Linked DNA regions of Macaca mulatta: region 1 is linked to region 2. The links are chromatin contacts, called in public Hi-C maps. All regions are on one chromosome and are shown on one strand. The core of a region is the stretch at or near the end of the contact, and the rest is flanking DNA. Distances in the headings are between cores, read along the strand shown. Region 1 has its middle 25 kb from the start of GABARAPL2. Region 2 holds the start of TMEM170A (transmembrane protein 170A).

The links. Hi-C and Micro-C count contacts between places; a contact is called where the count stands out from the background.
Region 1: a Hi-C map of fetal cortical plate shows a contact between it and region 2, with 2.2 times the contacts expected there. The contact joins the enhancer-like site here to the promoter of TMEM170A in region 2. A contact is called at or near these places in 4 of 14 Hi-C or Micro-C datasets (cortical neurons, fetal cortex germinal zone, fetal cortical plate and 1 more).

What each region holds. Positions count from the first base shown.
Region 1 is chr20:70,943,755-70,947,260 of T2T-MMU8v2.0, forward strand. It overlaps a transcript of ADAT1 not described here. Among named protein-coding and RNA genes, the nearest start is that of GABARAPL2, 25 kb to the left of the region's middle. Within about 2 kb of position 2,032, at least 10 of the 40 cell types and tissues checked have an H3K27ac peak or open chromatin away from gene starts, as enhancers often do. A contact at or near this core is called in fetal cortex germinal zone and fetal cortical plate, where this site is marked.
Region 2 is chr20:70,808,244-70,811,842 of T2T-MMU8v2.0, forward strand. It overlaps TMEM170A (transmembrane protein 170A), which reads right to left and starts at 1,924. Exons shown (of 3, transcript NM_001194844.1): 1 at 1,685-1,924. The coding sequence starts at 1,817.

The DNA.
Region 1 (3,506 bases), core at 782-3,281, 140 kb after region 2:
GGAGTGACTTTCTGCCACTCCCTTTCCTCCTACAGAGACATTTTCCTGCATCTGGTCACTGAAAAGCAGTGCTGGACAGGCTTGTTCTAAAAGCTGATTCCTAACCCTACTGGCTCATAGGAATGAGGGGCAAAACATCCATACCCAAATTCAGAGCCCAGGTTAGTAGATTGAGACGAGAGTTATTTTCAGGCTGGCATGGTGGCTCATGCCTCTAATCCCAGCACTCTGGCAGGCAGAGGCGGGAGGATCACCTGAGGTCGAGAGTTCGAGACCAGCCTGACCTTCATGGAGAAACCCCATCTCTACTAAAAATACAAAATTAGGCACATGCCTGTAATCCCGGCTACTCGGGAGGCTGAGGCAGGAGAATCGCTTGAACCCGGGAGGTGGAGGTTGCGGTAAGCCCAGATCGCACCGTTGTGCTCCAGCCTGGGCAACAAGAATGAAACTCTGTCTAAAAAAAAAGAGTTATTTCCATCCTTCCCTTGTCACCAACATGACTGAGGCCATATGTAGTCACAGCATCAGTGGGCAGTTTCCTAGAGAAAATTTTTCTTTGTATTATCTATCCAATTAATAATTTTTATGAGAATCCTACCTAACAGTTGAAAAACACTGAGCATCCTAAATGCGACGATCTAATTTTGTAGGACAGATAAGAAGTTATAAGCAGAGGTTAAATACTTTCCCCACATCCACATAGAAGTTAGTGGCAGAACTGGTACTAGGACACAACTGCTTGAGTATCTAGGTCCAGTTTTATTCTACTACACCAAGTAGTAAGGACCATGTTTTTGTTTTTTTGCATTTTAAAATTGAGGTATAATTATGTAAAGTACATGAATATTAACGTGTAGACTTAACGTGGACAAATGTTTACACCAGTATAATCAACGCTCCAATCAAAACACAGGACGTTTCCATCCTCCAGAGGCCTCTTTCTACTCGACTGCCTGCTCCCCACCCCCCACCACATCAGGCAGTCACCACTCATGATATTTGTCCCTTTTGATTCATTTTGGATCCCCAGTTTTAAGAAATAAAAACTGAATTCAAACAACTTTGCCTGAAGCCCTTAAGTCTTTACAGAATTTCCCTACCACTTTTGGACCACAGGTATAAAGATTTGTTTTGGATTCATCTGGACGGTGTTACAGCAAGTTAGTCTCAGCCCCAATACAGACACGTTTAGGTTTAAAAGGATTCATGTTTATAGGACGTGAAGGTCAACAATTCTTCAATATGGGGTATTAAAAAAACTACTCTTTCTGGAAAATAAATGTGCTTTGTCTGAAATATCTGTCTCCTTGGCTGTTTCTGTATCTAACCATTCCTTCAGGATAACTGCCTATGGGAAGAGCTGCTCGAGCTCTGGAAAGTAAGCACTTATATACTAAGTATTTTTCCAGTTGGAAGCTGTCTCCTGGTTTCAATAGCTTTTCTGTTGCGGTGGGATCCATTTTAACAGCTCCTCTGGCTTTCCCAGACACCATCTCAGGAGGCAGTGGCAGTTGAAAAGATAACACTGTCCTAAGCCATTTAACTAGCCAGGAAGGGACATGGGTTTTAGGAGCTGGAAATTTTTGGCTAAGGCTTGCTCAGAACACTGTCTTAAATCCAAAAAGTCTTGCCAAGGTCCAGGTGGAGGCAGCTTTCCCCCAGCCACAGACACTACCAAATCAGACAGGGCTTGCATTTCTTCCGACCAGAGGCACTGGCAGCCAGGGTCGGTCATTATCTCCATAGCAGCCTCGTTTCCCCAGACAGTGAGCTCATGCTTGGCGCTGATCAACTCCATAAAACAAGGCATTTAACCCTATGCAGAAATGACTACATGAAATCTATACACACAATTATTTAAATCAAGCCAATTTTTGAAAATTATTAAGAAAATACAAATTATGCAACACAGTCGTAACACTAGAACCCACTTATGGACACAGAATAAACAGCAAGGCTCGAAGTGTAAACCTCCCTGAAAGAGCCAAATTCCACAAGACAGTAATTCTGTGGAATTAAGCTGCCTAAAGCAGCTTGTGAGATTCCTCTTCCCTATACAACATCGCCTCTATGTGTTTTCTGGCGTTAATGCAGTTTAAAATAGAGAAACCTTTTTCCATTAATTTTTATTTCATTTAAAAAATTTATTTAAAAAATAGGCATATATTAACATGGTTCAACATTTTAAAAGGGTATAAAGTTAAAAGTCTCCCTCCCACACCTTGGACCCTGGCCATCCTTTGTCCTGTTTGATGATTGGTTTCTTGTAAGTAGATTCATAGATACTTTAGTATATACAAGCTAAACAGTTACCTATCTTTCATGCTTTTTTTTTTCAGCCTCCCGAGTAGCTGGGATTACAAGCATGCGCCACTATGCCCGGCTAATTTTGTATTTTTAGTAGAGACGAGGTTTCTCCATGTTGGTCAGGCTGGTCTTGAACTCTCAACCTCGGGTGATCCACCTGCCTCAGCCTCCCAAAGTGCTGGGATTATAGGCGTGAGCCACTGCACTCGGCCTCTTTCATGCTTTTTTAATAGAAATGGCATGTTGTAATGGTGTTCTGTGCTTTGCTTTCTTTGGATTCACTGTATTTAGAAACAGAACTTAGAAGATATATTTAAATCAAGCAAATTATATGTTTATTTAATCTTTGACCAAACAATCCCACTTCTAAGACTATCCAAAAGATACAGTGGCAAAAATACAAATTGTCGCATATATGATATGCCAACAACTAATAAAAATGGCTACTGTTAGAGGGAAGGAAAAAACCAGGGAGGAGACAAGGATGAAAGACATCTGAATATACCTTTCTTCAAAGAAAACTAGTTCTAGCCAGGCATGGTGGCTCATGCCTGTAATCCTAGCACTCTGGGAGGCCAAGATGGGAGGATTGTTTGAGGCCAGGAATTAAAGACCAACCTGGCCAACACAGTGAGACCCCATCTCTATTTTTTTAAAAAACAAAAACAAACTAGTTTCAACTTTGGAATCATACAAACATTTTACATAATTTTTAAGGCATCCCTAAAAACTGAAAGTAAAGTAAAATTATGTACAGATTTGGAGCAATAACTAGAGAGGAACTATTTCAAGTGACTTTAAAACACAATTGTTAGAAGCAGGGTTTCTTAACCTCAGCATGACTGACGTTTTAAGCCAGATAATTCTTTGCGGGGAGTGGGGGTGGGGACAGGGCAGTTGTCCTGTGCATCATGCGATGTTAGCAGCATCCAAGGCTCAACGAGCTTCTATAATTGGCAACACCTGGCACATACTGCCATACATCATTGCTGGGAGGATTAAGTGCTGTCTGTGTGACACCACTGGGGAGTGTTTTAAAATATAGGTTTTAGGTGGCCTGACATGGTGGCTCATGCCTCTAATCCCAGCACTGTGGGAGGCCAAGGTGGGAAGATCATTTGAGCTCAAGCATTTGAAACTAGCCTGGGCAACAGAGCAAGACACCCGTCTCTAAAAAATAAGATAAAAAATATAAA
Region 2 (3,599 bases), core at 674-3,173:
AGGAGTTGCTTCAGCTAAATGAAACTAAAGAGATGGGACAACTTAATGTAATGTGTGAACCTTAGATCATGGAATATATATATATATTTTTTTAAGGAAAAAAAATCTATGTGGACAATTGGGGAAATTTAAACAAGGCCCATACGTTAGATAACATTATTCTATCATGTTCAATTTCTTGGAAGTCATATGGTTTTGTGGATGACAGAAAATGGTTTTTAGAAGATACATGCTAAAGATTACTAGGCATCAAGTGTTATGACTTCTGCAACTTCCTATTGAATAACTCGAGTTTAAATGGGACATGTGACATACATCTAAGTGTTATAGGTAATACATATGATTAGATATATATGGAAAGAGAAACCCGAAAAACCAAAACATTACTGAATCTAGGTAAAGGGTACATGGGTATTTGTTGTACTGTTTTCTCAACTGTTCGGCAGGCTCGAAATGTTTCAGGAAAGGGGAAAATTAAGGAAACAAAAATTAATCTGGTCCCAGTAGTGCCTCCAGATTGCAAGAACATTTCATTTTTCACACAGCGTCCCCAGAATACCCTCAATTTTTTGATATCACTGTCTAAAGGGATCCCAGCACCTTCTGAAATGACGTGAGCTGCCAGACTCTCATTTCAGGCATGACCACAAGCGAACATCTGCATCTGACCCCAACCTGCCTGATGACCTTTACCTGCTACTTCACAATCCCTCCAGGAAAATCCCTGGGCACATTATAACACTGCAAGTCCCAGGTGTGCGCTGAAAGGCGCCTGGCAGTCGCTGCCCAGGGGAGGAGAAATCACAGGTGCCTTGTTTGGAACTAGAGGCTGGAATCTCGTCCTCCTTCCCTCTGCTCTGGTCCCTCATTGTTTATGAAGATCTCAGTGCCCTCTACTGGGAGCCCCACCTCCCCTTCCAGGGCCAGGGGCCCCAGTCTTCTTGCCTTTCAAGGTCTACATAAATAACTGTGCCTCCCCTCAAAACCTTTCTCCTCCTTCCCAGGTGAAGTCTTCTCTCCTCCCTCCAGCTTTCCGCGCACGGAGACTTCTTCCAGGCGTCAGAAATCTGAGCAACCCTCCTAGCAGGCCCACCTCACGCCGCAGCGGGGAGGAAGAGTTCAAAGGAAGCTGTGCCAAAGATCTGGAAGGCTTAGTGGGAGAACCGGCAACAGGTGGCACCAGGTCTGGGAGATTCCTAGAAAGCGGAGCGGGTCTCGGAGCGGGTGGATTTGGCCCGAGGCGCCAGCGATCAGCGAAGGCAAGGGGAGCGCGAACTCTGACCCCTCAGCCGAGCCGGGCCGGGCCGCTCCGAGGCACCTCGAAGGAGGCCGGGCGCCGTGCGGCAACCCAGGCAGGGCAGGAATCACCGCCTCCCGGGCTCGTGGGGTGCAGCTCTGAACCTGAGACGCTCGGGTGGCGGCCGGGCGCCCTCCAGTCCCGGGCCCACCTGCGGCCGTTCCCTGCACCTCACGCCCAGCGGGACTCCGGGGCCCGGCCTCAGGGACTGGCGAGGAAGTGACGGGGAAAGGGGCTCCGGACAAGGAGCAGGACCCAACTCCAGGAGGACAGCGCCCACCCAGCAGATCAGCGGCGCACCAGGGACCCCGCCCAGACTCGGGGCGCCCACAGCCTTGCCGAGGCGACGGCGGGGCGCGCAGTGCGCAGGCGCGGGGCGGGCCGTACCTGGGAAGGAGCAGAGGGAAGTAGAGTTGGGGCACAGGGTCCCGTTGCCCACCCGCGGCACAACCTTCAGGCTCAGGATCTGCTGCAGGAGCCCGGCCGACCCGCCGCTGCCGCCGCTGCCCTCGCGCTCCATCCCGTCGCCATTCACCACAGAGAAATGAGGGATGAGCGCCCGAAGTGCGGCAGCGGCCGGCCCCCACTCACCCTCGCCGTCTCAGCGTCACCTCCAGCCGGGGCCCTCTTCCCCCAATCCCAACGGCGCTGCCAAGTGACCGTTGCCTCCTCCAATCACGAGGCTCCGCAGCGCGCGGGCGCAGGGCCAGGGTTGTTCCCGCCCCCAACGTTGCGCAGGGCTCGCACAGATCCAGCCCCACGGACGCGCCCCCTCCTGGACGGCGCTCTCTGGGACCGCGCGCACAGCTCTGCCCTTCTCCGCAGCGCCCCCTGTGACAAAGTATGGAATTGCATGCGCCCCACGAGACCCGAGATATGGATTTACCAGGGATCTGGAAAAATACAGTGATGGAACGGATATGTTAAGTTCTAGTTATGACTGAACTCCAGCATTTATGAAACCTTCATGAACAGAACAAGAACGTTCTCTATTTAAAACTGATAGTAGGGCCGGGCGCGGTGGCTCAAGCCTGTAATCCCAGCACTTTGGGAGGCCGAGACGGGCGGATCACGAGGTCGGGAGATCGAGACCATCCTGGTTAACACGGTGAAACCCCGTCTCTACTAAAAAATACAAAAAACTAGCCGGGCGAGGTGGCGGGCGCCTGTAGTCCCAGCTACTCGGGAGGCTGAGGCAGGAGAATGGCGTGAACCCGGGAGGCGGAGCTTGCAGTGAGCTGAGATCCGGCCACTGCACTCCAGCCTGGGTGACAGAACGAGACTCCGTCTCAAAAAAAATAAAAAATAAAAAAACTGATAGTAGAAAGGGCCCATGCAAAGGCTGGTGTTGGACTGGAATGGGAGGGAGGCTATATAGCCTCTATAGTTTTAAATAAAATAAAATTTAAAGAGATTCGGTTCAGAGCAACAAAATTGGATCACAGTTTTTTTGTTTGTTTGTTTTTCTTTTTTTTTTTCTGAGACAGAGTCTCGCTCTGTGGCCCAGGCTGAAGTGCAGCGGCGGGATCTCAGCTCACTGCAAGCTCTGCTTCCCGGGTTCACGCCATTATCCTGCCTCAGCCTCCCAAGTAGCTGGGACTACAGGCGCCCGCCACCACGCCTGGCTAATTTTTTGTAGTTTTAGTACAGACGGGGTTTCACCGTGTTAGCCAGGATGGTCTCGATTTCCTGACCTCCTGGATCACACATTTTTGTCTCACCTCCCTTCAGAGAGCCTGTTAACATGAAGGCAGAGAAATCGTAAAAAGGAATAAGCTAATGTTCCGTCTGTTTGCACTGCTGTAACAAAGTACTTGAGACTGGGCAATTTATTAACAACAGAAATGTATGTTCTTGCAGTTCTGGAAGCTGGGAGGTCCAAGATCAAGGTCGCAGCAGGTTCCATGTCTGAGGACCGCCCGTTCCTCACAGATAGCACCGCCGAGGCGTCCTCACATGGTAAAAAAGGGAGCCACTCTCCGAATCCCTTTTATAAGAGTCCTAATCCCATAATGGGGACTCTGCTCTTCTGACTTAATCGTCTCCTAAAGGCCCCTCCTCTCAGTACTATCGCATTCCCATGAAGTTTCAGGACATGCATTTGGGGGAACACATTCAGACCATAGCAGCCAATAACAATGGTGTTCTGGAAGGGAAGTTACCAAGGATAACTGATGTCCACAAGGTTCCAGGTGATGAAGAGGCTTCTGACGAATAATAATGTTTTTGTTTGTTTGATCGGTTTGTTTTGAGACAGAGTCTCACTTTGTTGCCCAGGCTGGAGTGCAGTGGCAGGATCTCA